3 separate regions of the Mus musculus genome follow, and all the other regions are linked to region 1. The links are chromatin contacts, called in public Hi-C and HiChIP or PLAC-seq maps. All regions are on one chromosome and are shown on one strand. The core of a region is the stretch at or near the end of the contact, and the rest is flanking DNA. Distances in the headings are between cores, read along the strand shown. Region 1 holds the start of Pdk2 (pyruvate dehydrogenase kinase, isoenzyme 2). Region 2 overlaps Gm11515 (a long non-coding RNA gene). Region 3 has its middle 21 kb from the start of Gm11544.

The links. A called contact is a pair of places that touch in the nucleus more often than the background predicts. HiChIP or PLAC-seq counts read pairs in DNA pulled down with a chosen protein or histone mark.
Region 2: a contact with region 1 is called in a FOXA1 HiChIP or PLAC-seq map of pancreatic cancer cells. The contact joins the enhancer-like site here to the promoter of Pdk2 in region 1. A contact is called at or near these places in 2 of 39 promoter capture datasets (embryonic stem cells and liver), 2 of 484 Hi-C or Micro-C datasets (nephron progenitors and neural progenitor cells), 10 of 115 datasets of contacts at active chromatin or transcription factors (the NIH/3T3 cell line, bone marrow-derived macrophages, craniofacial prominence and 6 more) and 3 of 9 other capture datasets (adipose tissue, liver and pancreatic islet).
Region 3: a contact with region 1 is called in a Hi-C map of embryonic fibroblasts, with 2.4 times the contacts expected there. The contact joins the enhancer-like site here to the promoter of Pdk2 in region 1. A contact is called at or near these places in 6 of 39 promoter capture datasets (the 3T3-L1 cell line, embryonic stem cells, hippocampal neurons and 2 more), 1 of 15 datasets of contacts at CTCF or cohesin (embryonic stem cells), 11 of 484 Hi-C or Micro-C datasets (the G1E-ER4 cell line, the HL-1 cell line, cerebellum and 7 more), 2 of 115 datasets of contacts at active chromatin or transcription factors (the NIH/3T3 cell line and pancreatic cancer cells) and 2 of 9 other capture datasets (adipose tissue and pancreatic islet).

Annotation. Positions count from the first base shown.
Region 1 is chr11:95,040,100-95,042,799 of GRCm38.p6, reverse strand. Pdk2 (pyruvate dehydrogenase kinase, isoenzyme 2) reads left to right here and starts at 1,429. Exons shown (of 11, transcript NM_133667.2): 1 at 1,429-1,661. The coding sequence starts at 1,544.
Region 2 is chr11:95,209,556-95,212,255 of GRCm38.p6, reverse strand. All of the region lies in intron 1 of Gm11515 (a long non-coding RNA gene), which reads left to right. Among named protein-coding and RNA genes, the nearest start is that of Gm11515, 49 kb to the left of the region's middle. Within about 2 kb of position 1,330, at least 98 of the 459 cell types and tissues checked have an H3K27ac peak or open chromatin away from gene starts, as enhancers often do. A contact at or near this core is called in craniofacial prominence, liver, pancreatic cancer cells and 1 more, where this site is marked.
Region 3 is chr11:94,869,243-94,871,942 of GRCm38.p6, reverse strand. It overlaps A430060F13Rik. Among named protein-coding and RNA genes, the nearest start is that of Gm11544, 21 kb to the right of the region's middle. Within about 2 kb of position 1,397, at least 62 of the 459 cell types and tissues checked have an H3K27ac peak or open chromatin away from gene starts, as enhancers often do. A contact at or near this core is called in the NIH/3T3 cell line, embryonic fibroblasts, myocytes and 4 more, where this site is marked.

The sequences.
Region 1 (2,700 bases), core at 180-2,679:
ACAGCATTACGCTTTCCAAGGTGAACTCTTGTTTTGTGTTGGCTACAGTTAAACTGTTATAACTTGCAGTGTGTGTGTGTGTGGGGTGGGGGGGTTGAGGATCAAACCCATAGTCTTGCATATTCTAGGAAAACACTCTATTACTGAGTTACTACCAGCTCAAACCCACCTTCTCTACCTTTTGGAGAAAAGATCTTACTAAATTACCCAGGCTGGACTTAAACTCACACTGCCTCAGGTGGGCCTTGGACAGATCTCCTCCTGCCTCAGCCTCCAAGAGGAGCACCAGGACTTCCTAAAGGCCAAACCTCAATCCTGTCTGTGCTTCACAGGGCCATAGTAAAGGCCGGGAAACCACTGGATAATCAATAGTAATGAACCTAGGAAGGCCCAGAGAGTGGGGCACATACCAAGTTTTACCAAAAGAGGGCGCATGACATTTCTCAGGGAAGAGGCAGGGAACTGCTAGGAAGACTGGGCTGGGCTCCCAAGCCGCTAACCACTAAGATGCCTTAGCTCCTGGGGACTCGCAATAAGGAAGCCAGCGGCACAGACAGTTGCTCGTCTCGGGTTAGGTGCACAGAAGGTTACCTTCTTAGGTGGTTGTGCAAGACGCGCAAGGTTTTATGCTCAGTCAAATGAGCGAGGTAATAATAAAATGGAACTTAACTAAAATTAGCACTGACCATAGCTCCTGCTCCCGCCTCTGCCAGTCCTAAGGGGGTTTGGCTCTGGCTGTTTTTGTTGTTGTTTTCCAAGTACCAGAGATCAATACAGGGCTTCATGCATACTGAGCAAGTGCCATGCCTTCTGAGCTACATTCCCACCCTGATATCGGATCTTTTTCGAAAGAGAGAGAGAGAGAGAGAGAGAGACCTTTTCTTGGGCTTTTTGGATATTTATGGAAGTCAGCGGGTTGCACGCATATAGGATAGCTTAGTATAAGCTCGCATACTGGTTTCGGATTTTGCAAGTGTTCATTCTGGGTCCATCATAGGAGTGAGAAACCACTGTGAGCCCCTATAGCAGAGCAGGTAAGCAGGTTGTCAGGTCAAACAGGTGCCTTTAGGAAAGGGACAGGGCAGGGAAGGGAGGTTTTAAAGAAGGAGACAGGGGAAAGAACCAGGGAAAGTAGAACGTCAAACGAAGGGTTAGCGGGACTCTGGGGAAGAAAGGGTTAACTCGGGGCTGGCCCCCAAGAAGTGTAGTTGGCGACAGGAGGCGGGACTTGAGCACAGCCCAGGAAAACAACAGGCCGTCTCCAGCACCTTCACGGTTAAGGAGGTGGGCCTCGAGGAGAGCCACGTGTCGAAGCGCAAGGCTATTGGTTCTCCCAGAGTTGTTTGTGCGCGCCCATTGGCGACGTCGGGGCGCCGGGACAAGCCGATTGGCTAGGCGTTGGAGGCATCGCCAGGGCAAGGGTAGGGAGGAGGCGGCCGAAGCCCGTCTCCCGGCTAAGCTGGGCCGAGCTGACGGCCGGTGCCAGCGCCTCCAGCCCCGGGACAGCAGCGAGATCCAAGCCCGAGCCGCAGGCGCCGTCGCCATGCGCTGGGTCCGGGCGCTGTTGAAGAATGCGTCCCTGGCAGGGGCACCCAAGTACATCGAGCACTTCAGCAAGTTCTCCCCGTCCCCGTTGTCCATGAAGCAGTTTCTAGACTTCGGTACGGAGTCGGCGTAGGCGGGCACCGGGGGCTGTGGGCGCGGGGAAGGAGACCCTGGCAATGAGAGGTTAACATCGGAGGAAGAGGTCCTGGGTGGTAGGAGGGTTGGCTTGGAAGAGTATGGACAGGAATGGGTAAACGGCGAGGCCAACCTGGCTGCCCACAAAGAGTTAAGAGTGCCCCCTTCACAGTTAACTAAGAATGGGGGCGCGGAGAAAGCGTTGCGAGGGATCGTGGAGAGTAAGAGACAGTGAGGGCATAGGACCCTATCCAGACATGATAGAGTTAGTGGGAGATCCCGGCCACTGAGAGTGGGCAGCCAAGAGTAAACAGGAGACGTGCTGTTGGAGTGCTAAGGAGATTCAGCCATCTGGAAGACCTGTGCTGTGCACGAAGGGCGGGGTACTTCTGAACAGAGCAAGGGAGAAAAGCCAGGGCAGGTGGGAAGGGGGCCCCTTGAAGTAGGAGGTGCTAACAGGGGAACTCCCCTGACTGGTGAGCCTCCACCCACTGCAGCTGCCCACTGGGCAAGGACACTTGAAGATCAAATCTGTTCTGACCTGGCAGCGGTTCCTAGCTGGGCAGAGCCCAACTTACCATGAGGTAGTCAGGTGGCTTTCACCCTCCTATGGCTACCCCTGGGTTTCTGAAGATCACCCACTCGGTGTTCTGAGGGTGGAGGTGGCTTTGGGGCAGGAGAAAGCTTTGCGGAGTGGAGGATGGAGACGTTGTGTGGCCCCCATCTGTCTGCAAGGTATTCCCTGGTGCCAGCTGGTGTAGGGAGTGGACCCAGGTCTCTCAAGAGTTGGCTGTGTCACAGGCAGGAGGACAGGAAGATGGCCGACAGGACTTGGGCACCTGTTTTCCAGGATATGCCTTGTTACTCCCTGTTCAGTTGGAGTTGTGAGCTTTGCTTGTGTAGGAAATCCTCCAGGGCCCACTCCAAGTCCCCGCCAAATGAATGCCACAGCTAGAAGGGACTTGGCCGTAGTTCGGTCCACCTATCTGGGGAAAACTGCTGATGATATACAGTAAGTTA
Region 2 (2,700 bases), core at 81-2,580, 170 kb before region 1:
ACTCCCCAGACAGTAAGATGAGGAGGAAGAGGAGGAGGAGGAAAGAGAGGAGGAAGAGGAGGAAGAAAATGAGGAAGAAGAGGACGAGGAGGAGGAGGTCACCTTGGCAGAATAGCAAAGGCAGAGAGATCTTCAGAAAAATGTAGACATTAAACCCAACTTCAGCCTTTGTTTATAGCGGCCTCCAGGGAAGAAAAATGGAGGGGAGGGGACTTAAACACGGTTTGAAAAGAGAACCTTGATCCTGCAGCCTCACCTGCCTCTCTCCACAGCTTCTCTGAAGTTTGTCTCTGCATGGACACAGGACCCTTAGACACTACCCGGAGAGATGGCGAGCTGGGCCTAGCTGGGCCTATCAGTGGAGCCAGACAGGAAGCAGGGTTTCAAAGAATCCATTTCTTCCAGTTTACTGTGGGTCTGAGGACACTCAAGTGTGAATCCAGAGCCTCAAGCAGGCTAGGTGGGTGCTCTACTGCTGAGACCAGAAGTTGTCAATCACAGATCTGGGACACTTGGCCCCCTTTTCTAGAGTGCTTCCATGGACGAGATGACCACAAGGGATTTTGGGCTCCCAGGAGAAGGCCTGGAAATCTGTAGGACCTGGTCCTGAGCCTGGAGCTGGACTTCCTAGAGCGCTCCATTGTAGAAGCTGTACTGCTCAGCCCCTCTGCATTCCTGATGTTCCTGGGGAGGCCCCTGGCCCCAGTGGTGAACTAAGGTATATCCTCCCAGGACACCTTGGATTCCAATGTGGAACCCAGTCTCACCCAGTTTCTCCTGGAGGAGAAGCCTTGGGAGGGGTACCCCCGCCTGTTTACACCCTGTTGAAGTTTGCTTCAAGCCTAAGGCAACTTCCTGTTTGCACCAACAGGTCCAGAAGAGATCAAAGGCCAGGGCTGGTGAGTTCAGGGGCCAGGAATTGAGGATGGCCATCCAGCCACGGTGTCATGGGAGGGTGGAAGCTTAGGAAGGACACTGGGAACAGCGCCCATCCCAGGGCCCTGGGCCTAGGCCTGGCTGGATTGATCTTGTGGCGACATCTCATTAGGAAGCCCTGAACTTCCGGCCATGCCTTGTCTCTCCTGGATCTGGGAGAGAGCACTGCCACCTTTTGAGCTCTGGCAGTGTCCTGGCTCTTCCAGACGTCCTGATCTCTCTCCTTTCACAGATCCCCTTCAGGCCCAGGGTTTCAGCAACAAGGGCACACACACACACACACACACACACACACACACACACACACACACACGCCCCAGCCCCAGTCCCCAACACACACACACTCCACCGTAGACCAGCCCCCTGCCCCTCCTCTGCGGCGGGCGTGGCCGTGGGGCTGTCACTCACTGGGAGGAATGCAGACGGCAGGGCTGCCCTGTGGTCACGTCTCCGCCCCACAGGCGAGGTAGGCGCCCAGGTACCCAGCCTGTGGGCCTTGGGAGCCCGCCAAGCTGCTGATGAAAGGCGCTGCCAGATTAACCCTTTCTTGCCCGCACCCCCTCACTGCCGCCGGCTGCTGGGTGGTCGCTGACCTGGAGGTGCACCAGGCATGGAGCCTGAATGGGCAGGCTAGGAGAGGCTTCAGCGTGCTGGAGTTGGGGAATCCCAGTGGCCGCAGATCCCCTTCCCACCCCACCTCCTCGATACCTCCACCCCGGTGCACACTTCTGCTCTGGGAACAGGCATCCCAGTAACAGAAGGACTCTCCATTAAGCACAGCTGAAGAGAACACAGGCAGAGTCCAGAAAGCTTTACATCCAGTTTCATTTTAAGAGCAGAGTCAGGTCAGCTGTTAGAGTATAGTAAACGCCAATGGGCTTTCAGTCCTGTGTCCCCCACCCCTATCCCTAGGGTAGGGAATGACAGCCTGGATTGGAGGCTGGGGCTGCCAGCTCTAGCAACCTCTATTCTGCCCCCAAGTGGAATCTCAGGCAGATACCTAGGCTGTACACTAAAAGGGAGAGAGATTCTAGTGTGGGGTGGGAGTGTTGGGTTCCTGCTATCCTGGCTCTGCCATCTTCCTGAGAAACAACCCCCTGGCCCCAGACCCCAGGCCAGTTTGGGGAACTCTGAGAGCTAGGTTTAGGCGCTGCTGTCTTTCTGTGTCCTGTCTTTGTCAGCATTTGCCACCTAAACTTTGGCAACTTGAGCATTTACTGAGTTGTGAACTCTGTGTGTGTGCTGGGTGTGTGTGTGTGTGTGTGTGTGTGTGTGTGTGTGTGTGCGCGCGTGTGTGTGTGTGTGTTGGAGTGAGAGTATTCTGGGGCCCTGGGGCGTTCTCCTGATTTCTGGGTCTGGGCGATGTGTCCCTCCTCGATGAGGAAGGCTAGACCTTTGATTTTGAGGTTCTCATCCCTAGCCTATGTCCTGAAGCCTGGTCTTATTGGACAAGTTGCTAGACCCAGCACACTGCCAGGAGGAGCCATGCTCACGGTCCACACCCCATCCAAAAGCCTCCTCTCTTATTGTTCTGTTTAGAGTTCTAAGCATCCAGGGGCCAAGGGGAGAAGCATTTTGTTCTGACTTGTGCACTGGAGTATGTGGTGGGCAGGTGAAGAGAGCAAAGCTCTTGGGGCTAAACCTGCTGAACCTCAAGTTCAGTTTCCCCCCAACCTCTGCTCCACCCCCTACCTGCCAGAGAATCTTCCACAGATCAGATCTCATTGTTAACCCTCACTGAGGTGGGCTATGGCTTGAGCGTTC
Region 3 (2,700 bases), core at 148-2,647, 170 kb after region 1:
GCTCTGACTTGGGGTCAACTCCAAAACTCACGTAGTCCACCCCCCACCCTGTGTCTATCATTCAGGAAGAAGGGCTAGTGGGCTTCCATAGTCAAATGAATGTTGTTGGGAAGGAGACTAAGACCCTGGCCCCACTGGCAGGACCGGGCTGGCCCCTCTACCCATCCTAGAAGGTGGGTCAGCAGTTGTTCCCCCAAACACCCTTAGAATATCTCAATTTCTGGGGTGTTACTTTACTAAGAGAAGGGTTCATAAGCTTCAACGTGCTGTTGGGGGACAAGAAGCAGAAGTAGACACCTCCAAACACATAGCAAGTAGGGTCAATCTGGAACCCCATCACTAACCAAGGGCCACTCAACAAAGACTTTGGAAACAAATTTCCCCTAGGAGAAACTCATTCCTGACCCTGGAGGCTCCAACCAGCTTCCTCTCTGACAACACAGCCTCTGTTTACTTGGAACAAAGCACCATGGGAAATGAAGACTGAAACAGATTTGGCTGGTTCCCTGCAGCCTACTGGGAACAAAGAGGACTGGGTCCACACATCTTCAAGAGAGAAGGGAGAGGCCCATAGAGACAACAGGGAGGACGCTGGAGGGTTACTTTTACAAGACCAAAGTCTAAGAGGGCTTTCTGGAGGTGGTGGTGAGAAGGAGTTTATTGAATTTGAGAGAGGTGGGAAGCAACTCAGGCTGAAACCAGGAGAGAATTGGCGAGAGAGGGGTGAAGATTCTAGACTATGATGGCAGGGCAGCGAGAGGATGTTGGATGAGGGACTGTTTTGGGGACGGGGCCTTATGAAAGTGGCAGAAGGAGCCTCTGAAGGCTGGAGAGCAAAAGAGAAACATATTCCATCAGGGTCAGCAGGGCACCCAGGCTAAAGATCTTATGGAAAATGGCTGTGACATCCCCAATGAGCAAGGCTGCATTACACAGGGGAGGTGACAGCAATGACATTCTCCGGTCTCTGAGAGAGTTCTCCAGAGATCCGTAAAGGACAATGGGAAAGGAGTAAACTAGAAAGAGCAGAAATCTCTCAGATGAGATGTGATACAAATGCCTTTAAGCTCAGAGTTCCAGAGGCAGGGTTAATCAGTTCTCCATGAGTTCAAGGCTAGCCTTGTCTACATAGTGAGTTCCAGGACAGCCAGGACTCTGTAGAGAGACCCTGTCAAAAGAGAGAGGGGGGAAGGGAGGAAAGAAGGGAAAAGGGAGAGGGAGAGAAGGAGAGAGGGAGGGAGGGAGAAAGGAGGAGAGGGAGAGGGAGATCTCAGGGCCCTGTCCCAGTGTCACCTCCCACCATGTGTGGGAGGGGTCAGTACCAGTAATCCTCCCAGACAGGTCACTGTCCTACCTCTTCTAATTTGACCTTAGCTGGGGTGCAGAACACGTTCTGGACAGCAGAGGGGGCTGCTGAGCCCTTCAGGGACAACAGTGCTTATTCCTTGAAGCCTATATAGAGGGACAGAGAGAGAGCAGCTTTGGAAAGAGGCAAGTCCCTTCACTCCTGGGTACTTCATTCTGCCACAAACAAAATCAGCTCATGTTTATTTGCTATTGCTGTATGCCAGACACTGGAGAACTGGAGTTGGGGAGAGAGACCTTGCCTATGCCTGCCCAGCTGACCCTGGGGAGGCAGAAGTGAACTATTTTCGGTTTTGTATAAGATCGCTCGGTATACGAAGCAATTCATGTCATCCTTCAGAGTCTGTGTGTGTCATTTCATTTGTCTCTGACTCATCGGTCTTCCTTTTGCATCCGTCTCTTTTGCAGAGAGTTAGAGACTGCATGGCTTATGGTCACACAGCCCACCAGCCAGAAGTGGCATATTTGCTAAAATGACTCAATGCTGCCCCTATAGGCAGAACCGAACTAAAGCCAAGTATGCACCCTCCTTAGAAGAGGCCACAGCCCAGTGCTATTAGTTGTCATAGATACAGAGTAGTATTAGTAGAATGTGGAGAAGCAAGGGATGGTAGGATAAAATGCAGAGGGATGAAACAGAACACAGCCCAGCTCTTCCCCCCAGGATCTGCTAGGCAGGTATAGGCAAGGTCTCCCTCCTCCCAACCCCAGCTGGTTGTTCCTCCCAAAGAGCTGCAGCCTGCCTGGCTGAGATGTAGTCACTTGGGCTATGTGTGGGGTCTCAGAACCTACATGGTCATAACTGTGACTCAGCCCTAATGTCCTCTGTGAGTTGGCCTTCCTGGCCTCTGGACTCCAGCTGCCTTCTCTGAGAAGGCGTGGGTGACCAGCTGACCTCCAGGCCCTTAAAGCCAGACCCTATGAGGGACCACAGACAATGAACTCCTTCTTCAGCAAAGAAAAGTAGATGTGCAGAAAGCATGGGGACTTTGTCACTCTTAGGAGACCCAGGCTGGAATTTGGTGTGGAATCTGGAGCGCTACAAAGACTTCAGAAGTTCTCTGGGTCTTCTTGCCTCTGCTTCCCAGCATGCAAGAGGATATCCATGCATGCATGCACATGCCACCCTCTCATGGCTGGCTCACTGGGTGGGATGGGGGTGCAGTCCTAGAGTGGGCCCCCTTTCTCTCTGAACAACGGCAGGTCCTCTACACGGCAGTGCTGACACACACCTTTGATCACAGCACTCGGAGGCAGAGGCAGGTGGATCTCTGATCTCATGGCCAACCAGGCTTCAAGTTCTAGGACAGCCAGGCCTTCACAGAGAAAGAGTAG